Linked DNA regions of Anas platyrhynchos: region 1 is linked to region 2. The links are chromatin contacts, called in public Hi-C maps. All regions are on one chromosome and are shown on one strand. The core of a region is the stretch at or near the end of the contact, and the rest is flanking DNA. Distances in the headings are between cores, read along the strand shown. Region 1 holds the start of SPTLC3 (serine palmitoyltransferase long chain base subunit 3). Region 2 overlaps SPTLC3 (serine palmitoyltransferase long chain base subunit 3).

Region 1 (7,241 bases), core at 706-3,205, 63 kb before region 2:
CAGAACCATAGTGACTAGAAAATGCAACACTTGATTCCAGTTCTTTCTTGAGGTCTGTCAAACTTACCTTGCATAATGCAACAATTAAAGGTCACATGGAATATAGGAATGAATGAATGAATGCCATAGGACAGAAGCTTTGTTTTTTCAGTGTCCTTGTGCAACATGCAAAAAGCTCCAATCATAAATTTGCTTCCTGTAAAAATGTGAACATATTTAATGAAAAGGCCATGACTGAAGTTAATATATTGAAAGAGAACTTGCTGTTTTGGAATTCCTTCAGATGATTTTATTCTCTGGTTTATGTACTGGCTTTGAGCTGAATCTTGGACTCCTAGCTCCTGAAAAATGGCATTATTTTTGGAACACCAGGGTTTGTTCAGCTTCCTAAAGCTTCTGTAACAAATTCAGGGTGTTTCAGACTTATGCAGTAAATCTGAAAAACGAATATCCCCAAGTCAAGAACTGAAACATATTTTTGTTGTTTTTGTTTAAATAAAGTTACAGTGCAATTAAATGCAAGGCTTAAACGAATCTCTAAAACCATCTTTTGCAGAACTTTGTGGATTTAAAAGATTTTGGGATCATTTTGCAATATTGCCCCATCTACAAATTGAGACCAGTTTCTAGGATGAATTTGTAAATTCTCATTCGACTCTTATCCTCCCATCTATCCCATGATACCTCTGCAGAGCTTCATTGACTTGAGAGAAGCACAAAATTGGGAAAGGACTACAGTTAAAACAAAATAGCAACTAGATCACAAAGCCATGGATGGAGCAAAACTCTCAAAGTTCAAAAGAATTTCTGCCAAAGTGAAAATATACCAAATTTTATTTAGAAAACCTTTTGAAATTTTATAGTAGGTAAGTAAGATGAACAGTAACTTGATTTCTTCTGTCTGTTTGAAATAACTGTCAACAGTAGTAAACTATCATCAGACTGCTGAAGGACAAAATCTTAGTTTTCATAAGGCAACCTACCTACTGGCTCTTTACCATTATGATTGATAAGCAACACAGACATTTTTTCTCTCTTAACATGTATTTCCCTAAGAGAGAATGGACAGAACTGAAATAATGAATAGCAAAAATACAGGCAATAACAACAGGAAATGAGACTAAAGTTAATCCGTGTATGGAGTCACGTTTAGCACAGTTTAATTCTATGCTACGTCTTGAAATGATTTGTTCAATGGCAATGGGGAAGGCAAATAATTTATCATGTCACTAAGTTTAGTAATGCTAATAAAGAGGTGTTGGAGCATAACAACTATTTGGGTAAGTAGTTCTATTGACTTCACTAGGTCTAATCACATGAAGAGCTTCATTGAATGAGTAAGAATTGCAAAACGTAGCTATTTGTTGTTAGATCAAAAAATATATTTTGGATATTTCACAATGCTACTTTCTTTTAAACTGGGTAGCATTACTAGTCCTCATCTGAGCCTGTATAAATCTCACACTTCTGGAAGCACTGAACAATTACATTATGAGAACAATGAACAATAACCTCTAGGCTTTGTGTGAAATCCCTTTGTAATTTCCTGCTCAGAAACTAGGCTTTGTGTGAAATCCCTTTGTAATTTCCTGCTCAGAAACTGAAATTTCATCATTAAATATATGTTAATGCTACGTTTTTTGGATGAGTTTTGTTACTAATACTGAGGAGATTTGTGTTCCTGGTCCAGTATCAGTTATCTTAATGTTTCAGATGTTTGTAGCTAAGAATAACTTACCTAGATTGATTCGGTGATGACCCAGAGAAGAACAGATGGCATAGAGCAGTCCCTGCTCCTTTCATTACATCAGCAACTGGAAATGATGACGATACCACACTGGCTTATTCCAAATTACGGAGACCAGTGAACAGACTAGCCTGACTGGCAGGAGATCTCGGAAAAAGAGACTCAAGTCTGCCTTGGACAGCTACAGAGGTTAAATGCCTCTGGATCACGTTGCTGATGAAAGAGGTCAGTAGAGAAATGGCCCAAGAAAGAAGTTTTGCAATCACCTTGGTGTTTATAAAGTTCTTTCACCCTTTGGCTTGGGTGAGTTACTCTATTGACTTCACTGTGTCTAATCACGTGAAGTGCTTCATTTAAGGAGTAAGAATTGCAGATTTGACTTTATGATCATTATGATCAAGTACTAGGTAAGAATGTAGTAGTGGCATGATACTTGTATGTGGAAGAAGCTAGAGCAGAAGGATATACTAGATTTCCTGGTGCTTACTGCTGTATTTTTGCAGTAGAATTCTGGTTACTGCGATATTCTTTTTGTCTTGGTCAGGTTTTCTGTATTACTGTTGATTTTGTCTGACTATGACATTCCAGTAAGTTTGTTTTTTTCTTTTTGTACAGTGGGATAGAGACAGAACTGTATCCACTGTGCAATTTATGAAGTCTTAATCCTTACAAAGATATTAAATTGTCAGGTGCCACAACATTTCTTTGGTTTGTGTACAGATTCCTAAGCAGATATGTGTGCCATATAAAAAAGAAATTCCAGCAATTGCCTAATGTTATGAGAACTCACAGCTGATTGACATCTCAATACATACAGAGAACAAAATCTGGTAATGTTGCTTAAGGAACCAGGGAGACAGTATTTTCATGTGCATATGGCTTGCAACCATTTTTATTTTGTCTTATTGTACGTAATGAGAGAATAAAGAAGGGCATAATTTGTAACTAAGGAAAAACAAATTTTGTTCCAAAAGAAAGGAAACTTGTTGGGATTTTTTTTATTTGGGCCTGTGGTACAGATTGTTATAGACCACCAAATACAAATTTTTGTTATGAGTTATTTATTGGTCTGAGTCTTTATGAAGTTTCTTCTGTGGCTTGGTGAACATGTTTTTAACAAGGGCATACTTACGGTTTAGAAGGAATGAAAGTATTTACAATGCTGAGATTTCAAAAAGCAAAATGAAAAGAACCTTTAAAATGTGTAAAATTGTTTGTTTGTTAAATAAAAAGTGAATAATATTACCTATTTATTTTTTTCAGACTGGAAAGTGAGATTTGGATAAACTTCAGATCACCCGCTTTCCAAGTGTTTTACTCTTGACTGCTCTATCAGTGTTGAGGTAATTTGCCAGAAGACCACTTGCCCAATGAGTGGAAGAAGGTAAGCTCATAATTCTTGTACTTCTAGAGGACTCTACTTCATCATTGTATTTAGCCTAGATTGCTAATGTGAGCACTATTTAATATGCTTGCTACTAAGTGTATGAACATTTCCCCAAATATTAGAGTTTAACCCTTTACCCAACATAGTAATTTCCAATACTCTTTCCCCACAAGTACAGCAGCTTACATGTATATTGTATTTCTTCTTATTACTTGAGGAAAGTTCCATCAGCCCATCTGAAAGGATCTTAGTTTATATGAGCCACTCCCTGATCTCAATAGTTAGCAGAATTATTTGAAAACAAATTCAGAAAAAATATCACTCCTGAAAATTCTAAAGTAGTGCTTGAAAAATATTGCAACAAGATCTGTGCTGCTAAGTATGATTTTGGGGGTGATGGAACTTAAATTTTGGTCAGGAGGTTCCAAGCTTTCAGTAACAAGAGAATATTAAGCTCTAATGGGTTTTGCATTAGTGCTTGAAAATGCAACCCAGTTGCATCTGAAATTTTTGGACTAAAAATCATTATTATTTTAAACATACTTTATGATACTTCCATCATTAATGTTGGCTGTATCCAGTAATTCAATACAACCAATGGTAAAATAATTTTTAAATCAACATAACTACTGAAAATGGTAAAGCTAAGTAGGTGTTTTCAGAGGAAAGTACAAATGCACTGGATTTCCATTGATCAGGCTATGATAATGGCAGGCTTTTAATACAGAGAACAGGTGGTCTGAGATTTCAGTTTTCTGTTAAAAATAATAAAAAGGGAAATAAAAGAATTTAGAAGCTTCATTTCTCAAAGGAAATATTCAAAATCTGTGGGTACGTATGAACTTTTAGAGCATATTAAAGATATTATATACTATTCAGCTTATGAACACTGGAAAAAAAAAAGATTATGGAAATAATGGTAATAACAGCAAAAAAGCAGAGGTCTTTATCATCAATTTTGATATATCAAAACAGTTCAGGCAGATGTATCACCCCAAGATTAATTGACCTCCAAAATTATCCATAAGCTTCACTTGGCTGCCTGGATGCCTGATGTTTTTTCTACGCAAAACTTAGTCTTCGGTATTTAAATGACCAAGTTAGTGCAGACATAGGCTATTTAAGGTGTGCACTGCTGATTATAAACTGAAAAACTGGGTGTACTTTATAAATTTTATCTAAACCCTGTCTTGAGTGGTAGGTTTAATCATTGATGGTGCTGGAATAGAAATCGAACATTTTAAATGTATGATTTCTTTATCAATTCAAGAATAACATCCAAAATGACGTGCACGTGCTAATACATGAAATTTAGGTCTGGTTATAGTGTGCCTGTTTGTCATCTTTTACTGATATACAATAAATCATCTATGGATTTATTAATCTCTTTTTTCACAAGTCCACTACATTAGTAGTTAGAAATTGAATATGTTGGCCATGACTGGCAATTTATTTACTGCTGTAACTGCTGTAACTCCACTGACATGTAGCAACTTAAGCAAATAATGTATTACTACAGTGAAAGAGAAGAATGAGATTTTTAACCCTAACTGAAGAAGGAATCACATCTGAGAGTAACAAGAAGTATGCTGAATTTATCTAACAGTTATGCATTAAGTGGTAAAAGAAAAAAAAAAAAAAAAGAGAGACAGTACACCTAAGCAAAGATCTAGCCATCCACCAATAAGGTGATCTGACATCTGGACATATAATAGTGTTCTTCATAACTCATGTGCATAAAACAGCTGGAATTAGTTCATGTATCACCATTTTACCCTACTGTATACTAAGGTTTCAGCACATCTCCCTGTAGCAACTGGAACATTCAATCAAGCGTGGGTTTTACAGAATGCAATATTAAAATGAGAAATAGTATTTATAACATGTTTACTTTGGGATTTTTAGGTATGTCCATTGCAACTTGGGAGTACTTGGGTCATCAGAGTGACGGTCTGGCAATCCATGAGGTAATGTTTGCTTTAAATTAACTTAATTAGTACATACAGCTAGCATAATTCTGGTTGCACTGATATCAACAGCAAAAATCCCTGCTGCAGTCTATTCTGTTTTTCAATTAAAGGTAATTTTTAGTGTTACATAAGCACCTGGAGGTGTGATTGGATCTCCACTATGTTCCATATGTAAAATGGTCTGGAGAGCCTATGACAAATTTGAAACATAAGACATAGAGCTGGTGGGAATCCAAATTCAGAATATGTTCTGCGCCAGGGGTGTGCAAAGAGCATAAACAGAGCATCTGCTCTAGTCAGCAATGTTTGAGCTTCCCTTTGAAAACAAGTGCTTTCGTGTAGGTGTGAAAAACTTTTCCTCCTTTCTCCTCAAAGTGCACAGTTGCTAGAAATGTATCTTCATTTATTAGCACTTCATCGCTTTCAAAAGCAGCTTTTGAAAAATCCTTCAGTTTCTGAGATAAGAAGGGTCATTTGGTTTTAACATGTTTTCTGATCCCTTCATGAACCTGGTTAGTGTAATCAAGCTGTTAAACTGAATTCATCCTTGTCTTCATAGGAGTTATAGTCTTAAAGAAAAGTTTTTGAAAGCTTATGAAACTGCCGGTTTGTGTGGTCTTACAAGTGTTCACACAGGGTGCCTAGTTCTCCACGTTGTTTCAATGGGTGTATTGGTTTATAACTGTGTACTGTAGATTTCCAGCTCGGATCAGTTCAGTAACTTTATTCACATCAAAGGAAACCCTTGATTCCCAATAAATACTTGTATGTATCATTGCTTTACTGCCAGTCTGCGATCATAACTGGAACTCTCTTCCCTTACTTATTCTCATGCAAACATTTTTTATTATCAACATCTAGTAAGAATTCTCAGAATTTTCTGTGGTTACTCTGCCATGGTTTTTTTTTTGTTTGTTTTTTTTTTTTTGTGGTTGTTGTGTTTTTTTTCTGAAGATTTTGCAGGCAAGCAGGATGGATGAAGGCCAAAAGCTCTTTGTGCTTTACTGAGAGCTTATCCACAAAAATCTGTTGAAAGGAAGAGAAGATAGAAATAATAGATTGTGATAATAAAACAGTACAGATGAAATTCAGATAGTGTAAAAGATCAAGTCCCTGCCTGCTCCATGCTGTTTCCCAAGAGCTTCCCTTGAGCCATCCAGCAAAGAATTGGAGAGGATTAATGAGGTGTGTCTAATTATAAAGGTGATATCTGTTCTGGACTGCCCAGAGCTGTTTTGGGGGTTTAAAGATATTATTTTTTAAATTTTCCTTTTAGAGACAGGGAATCAGATGGGAGGGAAAGAATATAAAAGAGTAGTTCAGTTGGAAGAGGCCCTTGAAGATCCTCTAGTCCAGATAAAGAGGAGGAAGAAAATGCTGGCTGCTTGGGGAAAAAAAAAAAAAAAAAAAAAAAAAAAAAAAAAAAAAAAAAAAAGAGGAATCTCCTATTTGCTTTGTGGAAGTCCTTTCTACATGCGCTTCTGTGCATGTGACTTCCCACAGAACTATGTTATTGTGCCACTTCTCAATCTCTGAGCCTGAAAGCAGGTTAGTAACGGTCCACCTCTGCAATAAAAATCTACATATCTTTCTGGGCTGTCACTGTACTAAATAACAAAAAATTTGCAAGGGCCCATTTGGGAAAAAAGAAAAGAAAGTCAATTAAAACCTTTTCCTTCCCAGCCTCCTTTGCCAGATTTGAAAAATGAAAGTTGCAGGGTTGTAGAAACCTCAAGAATGAAATTCACAGTTGCAGCATAAGGAATGAAATTAAATATTCAGTCTTTGGTACAGCCTTCAAGATTGTGGATCTCTGCATAAGGACTGTAAGTTTTCACAATACACTTTCTTTCTTTAGGTACATATATCCATGATCCCTAAGAAGTTCTTGTACCCTAGTAGCCCACAGGTGAGAGTGAAATTGCTAAAAATGTCTCTTAGGGAAAACCAATGCTGCTCAGAAGCCTGGAGTCATGTTTCCAGCTATGAAGTAACATTTCTCTATGCATTAACCCTTAGAGAGGGCCCCACTCCCCTAAGGATTGAGCTGCAGTCTGAGGTGAGAAGGACAAACCTCTGCTCCCAGAATGTCACGTCCCTTAGAACAGGAGCAATGTTGAGGAACCTGTCAAGACTT
Region 2 (6,981 bases), core at 3,903-6,402:
TTATTAATAACTAATATGGTCGCTTCTTGTTATTGTGTTGTGTTCAGCCCTGAGGTGAGCAAAAATGAATTATACATACACTGTAAAAGGCCTAAGGATCCCTTGGAATGAAAAGCACACTGTAATTATAATACAAGGCGTTGTTATAATTAATATCTATTCATAATTTGGGCAAGAAGCAATTCCTGAAGATCATATAAGAATTAATGATCATGTGTATCAGTATGTTTTTACAAAAGTAATTATTCATATATTAGCCCATAGCAAGCCCCAACTTGTTCCATTTCCACAAATTTAGATATGCTAGGCACGGTTGCTCTACCGGTTTTCTCTCAACTCTTCCTTAGTTTGTTTGGTACCTTATCCCATTCAAACTTATGTTTGCATTGCTCTTTGTGGGATGATCTATCACTAACCAAATCCAAATATTCTCAGCTTCTCCACCCATCTAGTGCCGCATGCAGCACAGCTGGCTTATGCTGCTTCCCACAGCATTTCAAAGAATGTTCCAGATTAAGGAGTGTATTTCTCTCAGCTGCTAGGCAAGCAGTGAAGACATCACTTTGGGCTGTCATTTTCACTTTAAGGAATTCAGTCTTTATCCATCCCTCAATATTTCACTCTTCTCCCAAGAAGCTGTTACCAACCAGCCTTTACTTGAGCTAATGCCAGATGAAAGCTGATATTCTTTTGTGAATAATGAGTGACCCTAGAAATAATAGTTACTGGTCCAAAAAGCATCAAACCAGCACTGGAAAATTTAGACAGTCTTTTTGAGGGTCTCAGCAAACATCAGTGGAAGCCCAGTCAATATTGCTTCGGAAAAGGCCATTGTTTTCTAGATTAGAGATCTGATCTGCCACAGTCAGCCTTGTATGATATTTCTGAGTTAACACCTTATTTTTCAAAATGAAACTGTGAAAAGTTTTGCAAATACTGTTTGAAATTTGAGTGACACCTTTTTTCATCACAATTTTGTAGCCCGAGTCTTATCTGAAGTGGCGTTTAGAGAGCACTTCGTGTGAAGAAGCTTCACACATTCAGGATTTTTCTGTCAGCCCACTGTGAACCTCTCCATGTTTCCACAGTTAGAAAGTTTCTTACTCTCATTTATTTATTTATTTAATCATACCCATGAGTTATGCATCAAGAAATCATCCTTGTCCAAAACCAAGAAAACTTGGGAGCACCTAATGAAAGTGATTCAAGGTAATTTTAAATGGAATTAAAAAGTGCTTCTTTAAATAGTATCTAGTAAACTTGCAAAAGTTCCTGCTACAGAAGATTGTGGAAATGGACAGGAGTTTCAAAAGGGATTAGAAAAAATCACAACCAGAGATCCATACATGGATATTAAAAAATAAAAAAATCACCAGGGATGTCTTTCAACATCCCTAAAATGTCAGTTGAGATTAACGGAGGAAAATGAGGGAAAATGACCATACAAAGTGCCCAGGCTAAATAGATCTCTGGTTGCCACCATCAGAGATGGTGGCCACTGGGCCAGATGGACCTTGGTGTGTGGGATCCCCCTGGCACTTTGTGGAAGAGAAGCAGAACATCCTTCAGATATCCTTGATCACATCTGGAAGAACAAGTCAAGTCATACTATCTATTTTAGGTACAATTGTCACCTGTTATCATCAGCAAAGAAAAAACATTGTTTTGTAGCTTTTAAAATTATATGCGGAAATACATTTATGAGCCTTTTGCCTCGGGGAAAATAGGATGTATGTTGGGGGAGTAGAGCAGTGGAAATGATAATCTTGCAGGACTACCTTTGTGTAGGGTGCATAGTTGACACAAAATGAAACAGACAGTATCGTTCTCTATGGATGTGTCAGAGTAGTATAATGAAAGTCAGTAGAGCAAATAGACTGTAAGGGGATACATAGCCTAAACTACCATCTTATGTTGGGAGGGTTCTTTTCTTTTCAGTTAAATAGCTACTTGTTTGTTTTGTTATATCAGAGTTGTGTTGCTTGTGCTCCCAGATGATTATTCTCACTCATGGATATACAGGATATACACTGGTGTGCGAACACACGCCCAAAACGTCCAGCTATGTTAGTACTGTCATTGTCATGCTCACAAACAGGAATTAAGCCATTATCCGTGTCATGCTGCCTGATGAGAAAATGAGGTTCCTTATGCTGAATTGGCCCTGTGGATGAATAGAAAACTTTGTACCTTGAGTTATCACATGAAGAACTTTGATAAGCATTAATTTCAGCATCAGGTAGTCATGCATTTTGTCTTTTTAAAATCCTCCTCTGCATTCTCATAGAAAAGGTCAATACCCTCCACCTCCTCCTTTCGATGGAGAGGGGTTTGATGTGTGCCTTTTCATATAAGGAAATCAATGATCCTTTAAAGAGCTTGGCTCCTGGCATTAACTGCAGGATGTTACTGTGTCAAAGGCTTGGCTAGGGCCCTTTGTTGAGCGGTTGGAACAATTTTCCAGCAAGGCGCAGAAGAAAAGAGTAAATCTGAATCCAATCCCAAAGAGGATTAGGGCTTAATGTGCTTTTCTTTCTGGCTTGTAAGTACGGAGCCAAGTTGTCCGCTGGCATGAGTTGGCTCATCTCCTCTGGAGCTGTGCCAAGCCCCACACGCATGCCACTTGACCCAGTATTGCCCTGCGCTGCAGACAACGGAGAGGATGCCAGGCAGTACCACCGCTGGTGCCTGAGACACACTTGCTGTGCAAAAGAGTAAGCAACCAACCAAACAAAAAGTTTAAATCAGGCAGCAGATTATGAAGTTACCTTTTTGCTGTTAGAATGCAGCTTGAGTAAGCAGGATCTTTCCACGCTCCTTATTGCTTATATCAGCCTCTTTTGAAATGCTGTGTAATACCTTTGATAAGGCTGCCTCGAACATATTTACTTTGGCTCTGACTTCCTTAGTTGCGTATGTATAGAAGAGACACTGGGAGAAAGGTGAGGTGTGAATGCTTGTTGCAGTTATTATAAATGGTTATCAAAACGAGGAGGAATAATTATATAACGAGTTTGTAAAGCTGAACCAGCTGCTTCTGAATAGTGTGCAAAAACATGAACAGGTGTGTGCTGATAGCCTCCCTTTCTAACAAGCTTAACACTAAATCTCTCCCCTTCTTTTTTCCCCTTATAATAGTAAAATTATGTTCAAATAAATTATAGGAAATCATATTCTATTATAAAAAGTATTTCACAGAAAATAGAGCAAAAACTGCTATTTTAAATCTATTATTGCCACGTATTCATCTTTCAAAGGCTATTATGTAGGCGAGAAAGCTTTCAAACCTTAAGGTGAATAATACAGCAAAAACAAGATGTGAATCTGTAAATCTCTTTTTATTTGGACATAGGAATGTGCCTTGCATCCTGACTGCAGGTGAACAATCCCTTCCTTGTAAACAGACAGGAATTTACAGGCTTGGGTTGAGAGAAATGCACGGGCACATGCCTACAGGTCATCCAGGAGAGAGAAATTGAGGAGAATACCCCAGTCCTATAACTGAGAAGTACTGAACATCCCCTTCCTATGGGCTCTCACTAGCAGTATTTCTAGTCTTCACCCTGCTGGGGTCACAGCAGTGTGCCACAAGGTATTTGGCCTTTAAGGTATTTCTGCTCCAGGGATCTGAGAGGTTTTGTGGATGTTAGCAGCAAAGCTCTGCCTCCTGGAACCCCTGCTCTGAGGAGTGGGAATAGCAGTTCTCTTTTAATTACTATTATTTATTAAATTGGATCCCAACTGAGATCCTGGGGTTACATGTCCATGCAGTTGGGCCTGATTTGCACCAGGATCTGTCCCTGTAGGTGGGGACAGCACGGTAGCACAATGCTTGGGAAGAGTCCCGCAGCCATGTGAGGCCATTTGGTGACTCCCAGCTTTCCTGTTTCCTGAAGGCAGTCGTAGCAAAGACTGAAACCTCCCCTCCACCGTCTCCATGGCATTTGGGCAGTAAGAAGGCCCTTCTAAAATTTCTGCTCTACATCAGCCAGCCTTTTGCCAGTCTCATTGAATATCACAGGTTGTGCTGCCAGTGGAATGAGTTGAGGTAGAGAGGCAATCTTGGGGTCACCTGCCACATCACTAGGATGTTTGTTGCTTAAAAATAAACACTTTTCTATCCATTTTCTTTTCCTTTCTATTAATTCCCAACATTCTTCTGTAGAAATAATACTTTTAGAACATTTTTTTAACCCAGTAGCTGGAGCTTTAAATCTGACTAGGTTTAAGATGGAATTGATTGGGTTAATTGATAGGAGTTATAGGTGCATTTCCAGACAGCTAGACTAAGAAGGTTTGTATCAGGCCTCGTTTCCTGGGCAGTGATTTGTTTAGGAAGCTGGAAAAGAGCTGCATTTCTATCCTTGAAGTGAAACTGTGCCAGTAGCATAGCCCAATGGCCAGTGTGCAGTGTGAGGAGGACAGGAGGCGAAGACATCTCCCCACCTCTGTGGCAGTAGTGGCCTGGCCTTGGTTAGGTGTGTGCCAGAAGGATGTTATCCCTACCAGACTTGTGCTCTGGAGAGCCTCTCCCATCCTTCCCAAGTGACCCACGTGGATGTCCCTTCAGTTATGTGGGGGCTATGCTCATGGGTGCTTTTGTTTTCTGGCCCTGGGAAAGATTGACATACTGCCTGTTCTTTTTGTATTTCAAAGACAGTCTTTTATTTTACGTCACATATTTTAAAGCACTTTTTCAGAACCCCTGACCTTTTTCTTGGATAAATATTTGCCAAAATCTCTTAACCTTTCCAATAAAACTTGAAAAGCAAAACCAAGCAGCTAACCATTAATCAGCTCGTGATTTTTATCAAGGGTTTTCAGTTGCAGCAATTCTGTGCCTTGTACTAGCATCAGGTGAGAGCATATCTTTGCTCATTCAGTGGACAAATGAGGGTGTTCCTGACTAACTACATCCAGGTGAATTCTGTTCGTATGAGCTTGTATGAGGACATGCTGTACGAGACTTAGGATTTGTTTGTTCTTTCTAGTTCAACTGCATTTTTGCCTTATAGCATCAAGCAGCTAAATTGCAGTCACATTTTCAGGGTTAGATTTGCAATTGCTTGAGCAACCTGTGAGAATGTCGTGACTACTCACAGAAATCAGGCCACGGGGGAAAAGAAAATTCCAGTTCTCTTCATTGCAAAGGCACTTCAACATGCAATCAGAGTAAGTGATACTGTGAGGAATGCAGGCAATTGCAAGGCACAACCGAGCACCCTGGGTAGATGAAAATCTGACCTCAAATCTGGCGCTTGAATCCACATCTGAAAAGTGAGGATTGCGGTGGTACATTCCTACCTCCTCCTCATGGACCTTGCAGGAGTGTTGTGAAAATAGTGAGGGTTTTTGGGGGTTCTCACAGCTCAGGTGTTTGAGGACAGCTGTGTGTCATGCAGGCATGAGCTGTTCAGGTTTCCATACAAAATGGTTCCTGCTTGGACAACAGGTGAATTTGTTATTCCATATCTGGCATTTCTTGGTCCACTCAGTCAAACTAAACTTTGTGTGTGCCACAAGGATGCCTTAGAGAAAGCACAGCTGTCTGGAGTTGTAATTAACACTGAAAGGATAGCAGAAGGCCCTCATGTTCCAGTGCAAATATATTCTCTAGCTAAAAAATAAAAAAGGGAGCGGGGGGATACAGTTACATGCCTTTAAGCAAGTAAACAAATAAAGTGGAGAGAAAACAACAGGGATAAATTAATAAGTAAAAATTAGTCAAAAATCTGTATTAGTAAAATAAATAAATAAGCTTACAGTGGCTTCATATGAGACAGGTCCTTTTGTGTGTGTGTGTTTTTTTGTTGTTTTTTTTTTTTTTTTCCTTTGGAGGTGTAATTGGTCCTTGAATTTCAGAAGGGAGGGCTCTGTTCCTGCTATTACAGAGCAGGATGAAAGGCACATTACCCACTAAGGTTTTGTCCTGTTTGAAGCCTCTGGCCACTATCAGAGACAAGATTATTGCGCTAGATAGATCGACCACAGTCTAATCCAGTTTGACATGTATTTCCCTGTGACACATACAGACGCTGCCACAGAGAGAAGACTGGTATATCCTGCTCCTAGTGTGCTGTGTCTGCATTTGCCCTCTCTGACTTGAGAAAGCCATCTCTGACCTGCCACATGTGAGCACGAATTTTTCCTGAGCGAGTGCTCTTTGCTTACACCCAGCTGTGTATTTCTTGGAGTTAAGAAGGGGGATCTAAGACTATTGCTGTGGCTGCAGTAACTACCACTTCCCTATACCACCCCCAACCATTCCAAACAAAAATAATCCCAGCTGTGATTTCAGGCAAATGACTCCAAGGGCACTCTTTCTGTTCAGAGCTGTGCCAGCAGTCAGAGACTTTTCAAAGTCTAGTTTTCACTAGAATGAAAATTGAAAATTTCACTTTTACAGTCCCAGAGGTAGGTGATGTTTAGCTCAGTGAAAGCCTTGCAGTGGTTTCCCTTTGCTCTAGGGATTTGGAAGGAGGGACAGCATCAGAGCTAGGCAGTCGGGTCACCGATGAGAGGACAGTGACCAGGAAAGGTATCAGTGGGGAGAGAGCAAGAGAGGAGAGGCAGGAGCTGCAGCAGGGGGGAGCTGGTTGTGTGGGAGACTGGGAAGGGGCAGGTAGCCACAGTGTCTGCCTAAAGAACTTGCACAAGAGTTCAAAATGTGAGAAACTGACAACGAGAGTGGCAAGTGCAATAGGAAGGAAAGGAGAATGCGATAAGGGTAGTGGGAGCCTTTTTATCCTAATTAAAAAGGATTCGGCTGACATCACACAGGAGGTGTTCAGCCCACGCAGAGGAATGGTGATGATGTCCCCAGCATTGTAATGTGGAGCTGAGGGGTGGAGACGCCGTGTCTACCTGTGAGGAGGAGGCACATCGTGCCTGGGAGAAGGCAGGGGCCCGTGCAGGAGCCTGGAGTCCCACCTGCACTGGAGGCAGCATGACACACAGCCCGCCCAGGTCCAGGCTCGCCTT

Evidence for each region. A called contact is a pair of places that touch in the nucleus more often than the background predicts.
Region 1: a Hi-C map of liver shows a contact between it and region 2, with 2.5 times the contacts expected there. The contact joins the promoter of SPTLC3 here to the enhancer-like site in region 2. A contact is called at or near these places in 3 of 8 Hi-C or Micro-C datasets (F1 follicle, liver and subcutaneous adipose tissue).

What each region holds. Positions count from the first base shown.
Region 1 is chr3:10,356,899-10,364,139 of IASCAAS_PekinDuck_T2T, reverse strand. SPTLC3 (serine palmitoyltransferase long chain base subunit 3) reads left to right here and starts at 1,955. Exons shown (of 15, transcript XM_072035283.1): 1 at 1,955-1,972; 2 at 3,011-3,131; 3 at 5,040-5,101.
Region 2 is chr3:10,297,677-10,304,657 of IASCAAS_PekinDuck_T2T, reverse strand. All of the region lies in intron 9 of SPTLC3 (serine palmitoyltransferase long chain base subunit 3), which reads left to right. Among named protein-coding and RNA genes, the nearest start is that of SPTLC3, 61 kb to the left of the region's middle. Within about 2 kb of position 5,152, at least 1 of the 8 cell types and tissues checked has an H3K27ac peak or open chromatin away from gene starts, as enhancers often do.